Regions from separate parts of the Anas platyrhynchos genome. Here region 1 is linked to region 2. A link is a contact called in public Hi-C data. All regions are on one chromosome and are shown on one strand. The core of a region is the stretch at or near the end of the contact, and the rest is flanking DNA. Distances in the headings are between cores, read along the strand shown. Region 1 holds the start of CCND1 (cyclin D1). Region 2 has its middle 66 kb from the start of TRNAQ-UUG.

Region 1 (6,005 bases), core at 2,325-4,824, 100 kb before region 2:
AGAAAAGTATCTTCTGAGAAGCTTACCTCTGCAAAGTAATCCACCTTCTGCAAACAACAAGGGCAATAATCGGGGCTTAAACTACCTCCCCACAGCCCTGGGGGCTCACGGTAGGCCATAGCTACGGGAGGCGTTAGGAGCCGGGGGCTGGGCACGTGTAGGGGAGCGACACACTTTGCTTAACGTGCAGGGCTCATACCTGTAGCGCACAGAGCCACAAAAGTCTGAGCATGTTTACGGATGATCTGCTTGGTGTCCTCTGCCAGAGGCATTTTAGTAAGGAAATGTTCAATGAAATCGTGGGGGGTCATTGCAGCCAGATTCCATTTCAGCTTATTCACCAGCAGCAGCTCCATTTGCTGCGAAAACAAAAGGGAGGAGAGGGGGAAGGAGAGGAGGAAGAAGAAGAGGGGGAAAGCGTGGTTAGCTCCGCTCAGCACCGCACCGGGGCCGCCCCCCGCCACGCCGCGGCCCGGCCGGGACCGAGCCCCCCTCGGGGCTGGCGGCCAGGGGGGGCCCGGCCGCCCCCCGCCGCTCCCCGGGCAGCGCCGAACCCCGCGGGGCCGCCAGGGGGCGCCCGCGCCGCGCCCAGCCCGGCCCCGGCCCCGGCTCCGGCTCCGGCTCCGGCCGGGGCAGCCCCGGGGGCCGCAGCCCGGGGGAGCGGGGGGCGGCCCGGCCCGGCCCCGTTTGGCCGCCGGGGCCTCGGCGTCCCCCGGCTGCGGCTGTCGGGGGAGGTGGGGGCCACTCGGGCCCCCCGGGGCGCTGGGGTCCGGCAGCCCCCTCCCGCCCGCCCCGCTGCAGGGGGGTCCCGGCCGGCGGCCCCGGGGGGGGGGGGCTTCGTTTGCGCCTGAAGTGCCTGAGCGTGCAATTACCAGTAATTCGTCGGGTCTGATGGAGTTATCTGTGTAAATGCACAGTTTTTCTGCGGTCAGAGGAATAGTTTCCTTCATTTTGGAAGCCACAAACATGCAGGTAGCTCCGAGCAATTGCAAGCGGCTTTTCTTGAGGGGTTCGAACGACAAAAATCTGTCCAAGTAATTCATCGCCAAGGGGAAAACTTCCTCTTCGCACTTCTGCTCCTCGCAAACCTGCAAGAGGGAGAGAGGTCGTTGAGTGCTGAATGCAACGGGGGCGAAAGCCAGGCGCCCTCTGCCTCCCTGCCCCGGCCCCGGCTCTGCAGGGCAAGGCTGGAGGAGGAGAGGCGGGCACGGCGAGCACCGGGGGCACGGGGGGAGCATCAGGGAAAATGAAAGAGAAAGTCACCGGGGACAAAGCGGGGGGAAACGCGGCGATAGAAAGCCGCGGGCGATGCGTGGTAAAAAGGGGGGGAAGCGCCGGGGAGGTTTGGCCCCGTCTCGGCGGCCCCTGCAAGGAACAACGAAAAAAGGGAGAAACGGGCTCGGGCAGGGCGAGGGGAGCCCCCCCGGCTGGCAGCGGGCTGCGGGGCAGGGCTGGCCCCCGGCCCCGTTTATTCGGCGTGGGGTTCGCCATCCCCTTCGCCCTTGTGCCGCCGATTCCCCCTCTCCGGTCGAGACACAAAGGTGGCGTCCAGCCTCATTTCCCCAGACGTCATCTTTTCAAAAAATATTTAAAAATATTTAAAAAATCCCCCGGGCTCCGAAAAAAAGCCGAAACGAAGCGGCGGGGGTCCTTTACCGAGCCCGGTGCCGGGGGTCCGCCGGGGGGGCTCCGGGGGGGCTCCCCGAAGTGAAATCCACCGCCTCCCTCTCCCGCCCCGCAGCGCGGCCGGGCGCGACGCTTCGCAGAGCGAGGCAGGGCACTGCGCTTTCAAAAATTAATTAAAAATAGATCGCGGGCGCCCAGGGCCGCCCAAAAGGCACGAAAATGTAGCCCGGCTTCTGGGGCTCCAGCCGGGAGCCCCCCCGGCCGCGTCGCGCCCCTGCCCGAGGCCCTTTCCCCCTCGCTTTGCCCGGCCGGGCTCGCCGCCGGGCTCGCCGCCGCGGCACAGGCGCGGCGCGGAGGGGGCACCGCGGCTCCGGCCGCCCTCGGCGCCGAACAAAGAAACTTTCACCCCGCCGCTCCCCGGGGGCCGCCGCAGCCCCTCCGGCCGTGCCCCTGCCCGCAGCCCCGCCGGGCTCCCCCCGGCCCCCGGCCCCGCTCCCCCGGCCCCGGCCCCGCTCCCCCCCGCCCGCCCGGCCGCCCTTGGCGCGCTCCCCGGGACTTTCTAATTTTCTGCCGATTAATAAACACTTTTTTTTTTTTTTTTTTTTGCTCTGCAATAAAAGAACAAAGATGGCGCGTAATACTGGCACGGGCAGCGCTTGCATACGTGTACAGGGATATTAATTTTAAAGAAACCCCCCGGCAGCGCTCAGCCGCCCGGGGGCTGCGCGGCGGGGCCGGCCCGGGGCTGCCCGGCGGGGCCGGGAGGGAGCCGGGCGGGGGCCGCCTCCGGCCGCGCTCAGCCCCCGGCTCCCCTCGCACGGCCGCCGCCGGAGCGGGGCCCTCGCGGGCAGGGGGTGCGCGGCCGCCCCGCCGGGGGGGGGGGCCCGGGGCCGCTCCGGGCAGCCCCGGCCCCGCAGCCGCAGCCGGAGCCGGGGCCGGGCGGGCAGCGCCGGGGCTGAGCGCGGGGGGCGAGGGAGCGGCGCGGAACCCCCCGGAGCATACAGACCTCCAGCATCCAAGTGGCAACTATTTTCCTCATATATGGCAAGATTTCCTTCTGCACGCACTTGAAGTAGGACACCGAGGGCGAGCAGGTCTCCTCCGCCTTGAGCATTGTCTGCAGCACCCTGTCGTTGAGGAGGTTGGCATCCAGGTAGGCTCGTCGGATGGTCTCCACCTCGCAGCACAGCAGCTGATGTTCCATGTCTGCCTCCTTCGTCTCGAGTCAGTTTTCTCAAGGACTGAGTCAGTCTCTCGCTCTCTCTCTTCCCCTTCCAGGAGTCCCTTGGATGCTGCTTCTGCTACTGCCGCTACAGCCCTCTGGAGGCTGCAAAACTTTCTAACTTCCAACAAAACTGTGACGTTACTGTTGTTAAGCAGAGATCAAAGCACGAGAGAGAATGAGAAAGAGAGAGAGAGAGAGCCAAAAGCAAGGGGCAGAGCCCTAAAGCCATCCCATAGGCTTCAAGTCCTTCCCCTTTGCTTAGCTTATAGAGAGCAGGGGTTTAATGCAAATGCAAATGAGACAAGGGCTTGCTTTCTTCAAGGGCAAGGGAGAGGTGGGGGAAACCCAAATTGTCTCTTCAGTGTATCATGCATAATTTTAAAAATGGAGAGAGTTCTGCAGTGGGAGCCAAATGATGAATGGGGCTAGGCCACACACAGGCACACATGGATATAAATACAGGGAGACGCGGTTGGTATTATTTTACTGGGGGCGCCAAGGAGGGGGAGCCGGGCAGCACCAGCGCCTCGCTCTCCCTTATCAATTACCGTGCCTGCCCTCCGCGATGCGTACCTGGAAGATCTGTCCTTTAAACACACGTGCTCCCGACCTGGACGTGCAGCCTTTGTAGTCGATCCCAAGGGAGCAGCTTTCTCCCATTTCCTCATTCTTTTTTTTTTCCTTTTTTTTTTTTTTTTTTTTAACTCCACAGCCCCTCAATGATTTTGCTGCAGGACAGAAACGTAAAAGAGTTGGGGTCCCCCCCCCCTTCCTGCAAAGACGGTGCATCTCCCTCCCTTCCTTCCTTCACGCCTCCCCTTTCACTTTCAAGGCTTTACCCTCCCGAAGGGGCACTGGGGTGGTGGGGGACACGACGGCGAGTGGCAGCGCAGGCCGGGCAGGCCGCCCTCAGCACCCCGCCCCCACCGCACAGCCACCCAGCGGAAAATCTCCCCGCAGAGCAGCAAAATGGTGGCCAGGGCTTCCTCCCGCACCTACGGGGAGATGAGCCGGGGGAGGTGCCAGCATCCACCCGTGCTGCACGGTGCCATGCGGCGAGGGCAGCCCGTCCACGCTGACATGTGGCCGCACGGCCCTGCCGTAAATAACTCCCGGCCCCCAGCCCCGCCGGGCTGCCTGTACCTGAGAACGCCCGGCTTGGCTTTGTTTCTGGTAGAAAGCCTCCTTTAAACTACTCCTCGCTTTTCCGCGGGCTGATAGGGGAGCTTGGGGCCCACTGGAAAATACCAGAGGCGAAGCCAACGCGGCTGCTCCGCGGGAGAAACGCCTGGGCCCGAAGCGGAGCGGGAAGGCCACGAGCAGCAGGGCTGGCGCTGCCTCGTGTGGGCCCACCCTGAGCACAGCCACCAGCTGCAGCCCGCTCCCAGCTCGGGATGGGATCGCCGAAGCAGTGCTGGTGTCGGGGTCTCGTGGCCGCAGCACGCTCGCTGCAGGGCCGCGCAGCATCCCTGGTGCGTGACCTCGGGGGAGCGGTGCCAGGGCTCTCAGGGCATGTCGGTGCAGGGCTGCGTGCTTGCGTAACCTCCCCGCACGCAGCACGCCCAGCTCCGCGCCGTGCCTGGCCGCTCGCCTCCATTTTGTCTTCACCCACGCGGGGCACGCGACGCCCGTGGAGCTCGGCAACCCTTGTGCTCAGCAGCCCGGGGGGCTGCCCAGGGAGGGCTTCTCGGCGAGGAGGCCGCTCCCCGTGCCCATGCCCGTGCCCGTGCCCCTGCCTGGTGCTCTCCCAGCGCAGCGAGGCCGGGCAGCACGTGGGGACCCTGCAGCCGCAGACACGAGGCCCAACTGGGGGAGCGGCCGGCTGGGGGAGCCGGGAGGGGCGGCCCCGGGGCGCGCTCCCGCTGCCAGCCCCCCGCCGCCCCTCAGGTGCCGGCGCTGCGCTCGCACGCGGGGCGGGAGCGGGGCCGGGGCCGGGGCCGGGGCGCGGCGCTGGCGCGGGGCCCGGGGGAGCCCCCGGCGCGTTGCGGGGCGGCGCGGCCGCAGGAAGCGCCCATTAGCGCGGGCCAATGGCGGCGCCGCGCTGTTACCGGGCAGATCTGGCCGCCCGCGCCCGCCGGCACAAAGGGCACCGGACACGGGGGGGAGACCCCCAAGGGGCTCGGCGGCCCCCGGGGCGCGTCCCAGCACGGAGCCGCCCCGCACCTGCCCGGCCGGGGCCCGCCCCGCCGCTACCTGCCGGGGGGGGCGGGGGCGGCGCCTTAACGGCCTCTTAACGGCTTTCTAACGGCTCTTAACGGCCCTTAACGGCCTCTTAACGGCCAGGGGCCGGTCCGGGGGACCGAGCCCGGGGCTGCCCGTCAGTCAGTCAGTCAGTCCGTCAGTCAGTCAGTCTGTCCGTCTGTCTGTCAGTCTGTGCCCTCCGTGCCGTGCCGCCCCCCTCCCGCTGCCGGTGCCGGTGCCGGTCCCGGTGCCCCCGCCCCGCTCCTCCCCAGCCCCGCCCCCGCCGGCACTTTCTCATGACGTCACCCCGCCCCGCGCGCCGCCGCCGCCGCTGACAAAGCCGCGGGCGCGCGCATTCCTGGCGTGCCGCCGGGCCGCGGGCGCGCGCCCCTCGCCCCCGGGAGCGCGCTTCGCCTCCCGGCCCGCGCACCTGCCGGCGGGCGGCACCGCCGGGGCCGGCGCTGCTGCGAGGGGCGGGCGGGCGCTCCTGGAGCCCGTAGGGATCGCTTGGCCCTGACCCAAGGGCTGTAATTCTGGGTTGTAGTTCTGATAGTTCTGACCCGAAGCACAGATGACAAAATGATAAATTCGCAAAACTCAGGCTTTTTTTTTTTTTCCCGAATTCAGTGGGAGCATTACCTCCACCACCAAAGGCAGCAGGATCGGGCCTGTAACACCGAACTAGTGGCTACAACCAAACAAACCCGCAGCGCCTGGGTCTCTGCTACCTTTTGCCTCGTGTGAGCACCTTTCTGTGGTGGATGCAGGGTGCTGCCATTTTGCACCAACCCGGCGGAAAATACAGAAATGCAGACACCAACATGGGGCGACAGGCCGCGGGGAACCCCGTCTGCGTGTTTCCATAAATCAGCAGGGGAAGTGAAGAACTGAAAGCCCTGACAGATGAGATTATGGCCCTATCAAACACTTAAGGAATATTCATGCCTAATTTGATCTCCTTGTGGTAGCTGGT
Region 2 (6,855 bases), core at 4,252-6,751:
GAGCTGCTATGGAATTGCACGTTTGGATTAGTTCGAGCAGAGTGCAGAGAGCTGTCATCCCTGTGATCAGCATTTATCACGAGGCTTTCGCGCTTTGCTAGCAGGGAGGATGGTGTCAGATGAGGCCAGGAGAAGGACTTCCACTCACCGAAGTTTTTTTTGCTGTTTTCTTCAACCGAGCCACTTGGGTTTCCAACGGGGGCCTGGAAACTGCGAAGGAACAGTCTTTCTCATGAGATTTCCTGTTGGTGCTGCATCCAGTAGGAGCGGAAATATCACAAGAATAGCTTTTCTTGTGGTATTTTATTACTTCTGCTTCTGCTCCTGGCCGGAACAGGGAAGTACAGGGGCACATGGAAATGAAATATAGTGGTCAGAGGAGAGTCTGCCAAACATTTGGAAACGGCAACAGCAAGGAAGGTCATTCACTTCAGCCTCAGGAACTGCTTCCGATCTGCTTGTATTTTATTCAGACACATTTACATGATGCTGCTTTTAAAACTCATTCACTCGAGGCTGGCATCAGCCTGTATGCAAACATGGAGTGTCTGTGGTTTAGCTGTGACTACTGCTGCTAAGTTCCTATAGAGAAGTGACTTCTGTTTCCTAAAACGTTTAACTGACATAATCCACCATCAGAATAGATTCAAGAAAAAAAAAAAAAAAAAAAAAAAAGCTCTATCTCCTAGTTGCACTCCCTTTATTTAATACAGCATATTAACATTCTTTGTGCAGACAAATTCTGCCCAGCAATTGTTTGTAAATACACGTTGCAAATATTTTTTCAGCAATCTCGGAGGGTGCTCGGTGTCTGGTGGCAGCAATGACTAAGCAGCACGAGCAGCTCAAGCAGCTGCTAGCAATTCTCCCCCAGCCATGCCTGCCCTGAAGGCAGGGGGAGGCAGCTCAGGGCCTCGATGCAGATGGGAGGGGAAGGCTCAGGCAGGAGCGGACACCTTGGAGCAGGCAGGAGGAAGGGGAAAGCCAACAACAGCGCAAGCCAGCACTGCTGCTGAAAAGCTGTTCAGCAATTTACACCCTTGGCATCGCAATCAAAACTACCTAAACCACATGGGACTGTTTCCATTTCCTGTTTGGTTGATGTAATCTTTACAAGTTACTCCTGTTTCTTCCTGAAGTGAATTCTCCACTGCAAAACTAATTTTGTTCCATTATTAAATGAGTGTTGGCTGCTAATCAACACTTTGCTTTCCTCAACAAGCTCCATTTGCAAACAAACTGAATTAAATGGGGTATGGGCACAGATGAAGAGAAATTCAATTTAAAAGCCAAGACAAGATTCCCTGAGTTTGTTTCCTTCATTATCTGACTCGCATCCTAAGAGCACTCGGCTCAGCTTACAAATGTGTTTCCTACAGATTATGTCATAAGAAATAATCACAAGTATTTTCAATTTCTTTTTTTTTTTTTTGCAAGTGACAAAGGCTGCTTGCTTCCATCATGAACAATTGCACAGAGGTTGAGGGGACTCTTCCACGATGATAAAGAAAATACAGTAGATTTGGCCCAAGAAGGCTGTTCTTCTTCTAGTCTTTTGGAGAGCTAAAGGCATACCCTGACAGAAGGACCTTTATATTAACCTTAATACTTGATCCCATGTTCTCTGTCATAAAACTGGGACCAAATTCTGCATCGGCAACCTGTACAAGCATGACACAAAAAATATATTTTATAGTTAGAAAATCTGTCTCATTCCTTACTCCCTTGCAACTGCGCAGGCTATGAAGGATGGTTCAGAGTTCAAAGTAATTATTGTTGTAAAATGCCTTGGTTATCATCAAGGACTTTTTTGTTGCACTCTTCAGATGGCGCGGCTCCACTCCCAGATGTCTGCTCTCGTGCTTTCGCTGGAGTCACCCAGCACTGACTTTTCCCCCTGCTTTGTCCCAAGGAAGCACCCAGCCTGAAGCCAGCTTCACAGGCTTCCCTTTGCAGCTCCCCATGCCCAGCAGCATTGTGCAGGCAGTCAGGTCGCCAGCCTGCCCCCCTCTCTTTTCTCCCTGCCTGCAAGTTGATCCTGGCACAGGATCTCACAGTTTTGCTTCCTCTCTCAGCCAGGGAGACACGTCAAACGTAATTACCTCCCACTACAGGGGAAGGGGGAAAATGAGAGGCAAGTTCGGGTAGATCCTAGCATCGCAGAAGGATGAGCAAAAAGAACTGATAGGAGCCAGGCTGGAGCCAAAACTCTGACACAACTGTTATGGTCTGTGGACAGTGCCTTCTTACCAAAAGAAAAAAAGAAAACAGATCCTTCATCACAAACTAATATAAACAGGGGAAGCAGGTCAAATCCCATTTGCTTCAGGTTCTGTACTGTTCTGAGTTGACGCTAGTGGACTATTGCTGAGTCCTGCCTTGTGTCTAGAGGTGCATTTATTGCATACCTAGACTTTTCGCTGTATTAAAAGCTGGTGCTCTAAAGTATAATTGGATGGTAAAAGAGAATTGCACAGCACGTTCTACTGCTGTAGAGCTGCAAAATATACACATACAATAAAAGTCAGTTATCTTTTCACCATAAAATGAAAGATGGTTCTCAACATCAACACATGACAACATGATATTGACCTAAAATGTCATAAAGATGCACATTTAAGCCTTCAAGATCATGCTACAGAGACCTTCATCTAGGGCACAAGAACGACCCCTCACCACTACCTCATAACTTGATGGCAAAGCAACTCGATGGCCTTTCCTTTACACTAAGTTTCTTTATTATTCAAGTAAACTGTAAGGGGTTGGTGCAAGGAGAATTTTCAAGTCAGTGGGAGTTTTGATTTAAACAGACACAAAATCCCCTTTACCTGGCTTTTGCCAGAATTGAGTGCAAGTCTGCAAAGTCATAGCCAGATTGCGTGCACCTAGGGCACTTTTATTTCACAGCACGGCAAAACATGCAAGGGCGGGATAGGATTGGGTGGTCCAGCTGAATGTAGCCATCCTTGTCCAAGACATTTCTGAAAAAGCCTGAAACAGCGACTGTTTTTCATGTTGCTTCACAACCCTGAAGTGTTAATAGTAGACTCACAACAGACAGTTTTCAATGTGCCTTAGTAACTATTGTGGCCGGATAGTAAAAAGTTTGAACAGCTGCAGATTCCATGTCCAATCTCTAGCTACGTTTCTGACAGACCTCTTAGGCTTGCATAATAAATACAGAAAAGCTTAAGCAAAGACACTGAATATCATTATCAACATTATTACGCGAGCAGATTGCAAACCACTCAGCATCCTGAAATGTGCCATTTGACTAAGACGTTTTCCTACCATTTTCTTGTGTTCTCTGGAGAGCACCAGCACTCCTGCGGGTACATACAGGCCTGAAAACTGTGGTTGTGCTCTGAGCTCGGATTGTGCAAGTGTGTTACTGAATAGCTCTAAATTCGCTCGCTTCTGGTACTTAAGTAAAGCTTTGCTGAGGCTCCTACTGACTGTGCTCCACTTCGAAATCAAAGGGTGAGTTCTTCCAAGTGACAGTCCTAGGAACAGCAACAATTTGAAATCAAAAATAAAAATAGGTGCAAGCTGCAAAGCTCAGGTTTGTTGTCAGATTGAAAACCTCTGTGAAACTGAAAATGTTGATGGAAAGGTTCAAGACGCACCCAGAATTGGGGGGTTGCTTTGGCCAATTCACATAAAGAGGTAAATTATAAAGTAGGAGTCTGGATTCACTTACATATTTTGCTGGCATTTGGGAATGTTTGGGTCTGAGGTTTTGTGTTGAAATTTCAGCTACCTATTGCTATGATTTTCATATCTTTGTTTTAATTCTTCTCTAACACTTCAGGGGAACACAGACTTTCAATTAACTCAGTGCTCTCGACCTGACTTTTCAATGTAGCAGCTGTAAATTAGTTAGAAGACAAAGCACTCGAGATGGTCTGAGGGTCAGCCCATGACAGAAGTCCTGCAGTCACTCAGAGCTGGTTGAGACCCTGCCCCTTGGAGCCGTGGACACGGCAGCTACGGCACAGGGCAGATTTTGGGTTTGATTCCCGTTAGCCTCACAAAATTCTTTTGGTATCAATTGCATTTTAGGTAAGGGAAGGATCAAAAATAACACCCTTATTTCCCAGCAGAGTTGCAAAGATAAATTAATTAATGTTTACAAATCATTTGGATTTTAGAATGCATGGGGAGGGGGAGAGGAAGAAATGCTCGGATGGGCCAAGAAAAACAGCAGATTCTCTTCATTCCCACTTTATCAACTATATCAGCATGCGCTTAGCTTTGAGAATGTGCTTAAATCTACCTCTGCTAACGAAAGTAGAAGCCCACAGAGTCAATTATGTACGCTGGTGCTTTTCAAAATAGGGAAGATAAACAGGTATGACCCAAAATGCCCATGCACAGAGCATACAGACTAATACAGACTAATCTGAGCATGGTAAAAACTCTGTCTTCAGTGCTCCCTCATAAGCCTGGCACAGCCCTGTCTAACATCACAGCTCTGCTTTGAGCCCCTTTTCAAACCTTCGACATGCAGAGTACGGTCACAGGCAGCAACATTCACGTACTGAAGAGCAGAATTTGTCTCAGTGTGTTTGAAAGGTGACTTTTAAAAGCCCTGAAGGATGGACCAAGAGAATTGGGGAAGAAGTCGTATCATTAAGGGGCCCGAATCATAAGCCCGGGCACAGCACTTGGGGTGGTTGAGGGGAGTTTGGACTCCAGCTGAACTCGGCAGCTCCTGCTTATCCCTATGAAAGGAGATGGCACTGGAAGGCACCCTTAACCCATGGTTATTTTCTTGACACAACAAACAGGCACAGCCGTGTTACTGTCCCGGCTCGATCCCATGGCAGCTCTGGCGGTTCATTAAGGGGCACTGTGCTCAGGTACTAGGAAGCACATGGCTCATGGCCTGCGCCATTGGTGGCACAGTGCACCTCCGGACGCAACACATTTCAGAGCGGGGTATCGGCCGCAGGAAAACAGGCATCTGGCAGCTTCCATCCCAAATCCATCCCCGCACCACGCTTGTGGAGGCCGCCACCAGAACAAACGCTTCTTTCATTGGCTTTGTGGAAACGCAAAGTTCATTTAAAGCCCGGCAAATTAAATTGTGTTCGTCTGGGAGACGGCATGTAGACAAAATCCGCTTCAAAAGTCAGAAGGCCCCTGAGTCAGAGGGAAGTGCAATTAATTTGTCAGAGAACCCAAAACAGATGATTTCAATCAGCACCGAAAAAAAAAAAAAAAAAAGGCTCCCTAGCAGGCGGGCGCGCTGGGAAAGGCACAGCCTGCGGGGAGAGGCGGCCCGGGACCGGGATGGGATGGGATGGGATGGGATGGGATCAGGGCCGGGGGCTGCGGCTGTCCCTGTCCCGGTCTCGATCCCGGTCCCGGCCCAGTCTCGAACCCGGGTCCCCGCATCCCGGCCCCGCTCCCGCCGCGCGGTGCCGCGCTGCGCCTCCCGAGCGGCCGCGCCGCCGCGCCGCCCATTGGCTGCGCCGCCCGGCGGGCCGGCCAATCAGCACGGCGGGCGGGCGGGCGAGGGGCGGGGCCGCGCTGAGCGCGCTGCCGCGGCGGGCGGGGGCGCGCTTCGTGTGCGCGCTCCCGTCAGAGCGGGGGCTCGGTGAGCGGGGCGCTCCTGCTGCCCGCGGCCGTACCGGGCGGGTTAACCCAGGGGAAGCCCAGGCAGAACCGCGGAGGGCAGCGAAGCACCACGGGTGACGGCTGGTGCAGCGTGATGGTGCTCCGGAGCCCCAGCGGGCGCTGGGATTTGCAGGATGCCGCAGAGGGAAGGAGAGACCTGCTTCTGCCTCTGCTGCGACCATCCCCGTGACCCGGTCAGGAAGCTCAGCGTCTCTGTGGTGCCCACTCGCTCTTTGGGCACCCCGGATTTAGTGTCCCCTTTGGATCAGCACGTACCTATGCAGTCACGCAAATCACAATCTGAGAATCAATCAAAGAGTAATTGCTCTGGGTTCTCACGACCTGAGAACACCTAACCTGCTGCAACGCCTTACAAGGGAGTAAACACAAACAATATGATGAGATAAAAATACAACAATATTAAGAACTAAAAATGCAACAAAAGAAAAAAAAAAAAAAAAAAAAAAAAAAAAGGAAAAAAAGGAGAAAGTCCCTTTGAAAGTATGTAAACAAGGACACTGTCCTCATTTCCTCCAAGGCAGTGACAGCATCCTTGCTGGCCTCAGTGGAAGCGGGATGATCGCTGTTCTTGAAAGGTTGTGTGCTGCTAGTGGGTGGCAGACAGCCCATGGATAAGCAAGCACCCTGTTGCACACACTTTAGTTGTAAAAGCAAGAATCTGTGTTCTGTATTCTTTTCCAAGTTCAGGCTCTAATGGTAGAAGTTAAACTGCACAACTGTCTGAAGCGAGCAGCCTCAGTTATTGCTATAAAATTGTATTTGTACTATTTATGGAATGTGCAGATACAGGGGAAATGTATTTATAGCTGTTTTGACTAGTCCTATGGTACGCTTAGAGAAGAAACCGTGGAATTTGGGGTTTGGCATTTTTGACACCAGGCAAATTAGAGGGGCCTTAATTACACTGACTGCCATTTGCTGCCCTGTGGTTATCGGGTCAGTCAGGCGTCTTCAGCTGGAAGTGGCGAGCGATTCTCAGCATCAACCACGTCCTCTTCAGCTAATTAGCTTTAAAGTGTTGCGGACAGCGTCTCTTCTCTTGTCTCAGACTGCAGGAAATACTGGCTTAAATCACGCATTGGAAAAGCTATCTGGCATCTCGGATTTGGAAGAAGCTTTGTATTGAATTTACTGCCTGTTTGAATCAAGCCTTTACCTCACGTTTGGCACGAGAAAAGATTCTTAGGTATTGTTATGAAGAAATAAGATAGC

Evidence for each region. Hi-C and Micro-C count contacts between places; a contact is called where the count stands out from the background.
Region 1: a contact with region 2 is called in a Hi-C map of subcutaneous adipose tissue, with 2.6 times the contacts expected there. The contact joins the promoter of CCND1 here to the enhancer-like site in region 2. A contact is called at or near these places in 5 of 8 Hi-C or Micro-C datasets (liver, skeletal muscle, small yellow follicle and 1 more).

Annotation. Positions count from the first base shown.
Region 1 is chr5:47,776,904-47,782,908 of IASCAAS_PekinDuck_T2T, reverse strand. CCND1 (cyclin D1) reads right to left here and starts at 3,574. Exons shown (of 6, transcript XM_013102661.5): 1 at 3,425-3,574; 2 at 2,633-2,992; 3 at 873-1,088; 4 at 200-359. The coding sequence starts at 2,830.
Region 2 is chr5:47,674,982-47,681,836 of IASCAAS_PekinDuck_T2T, reverse strand. No RefSeq gene overlaps it. Among named protein-coding and RNA genes, the nearest start is that of TRNAQ-UUG, 66 kb to the right of the region's middle. Within about 2 kb of position 5,501, at least 2 of the 8 cell types and tissues checked have an H3K27ac peak or open chromatin away from gene starts, as enhancers often do. A contact at or near this core is called in subcutaneous adipose tissue, where this site is marked.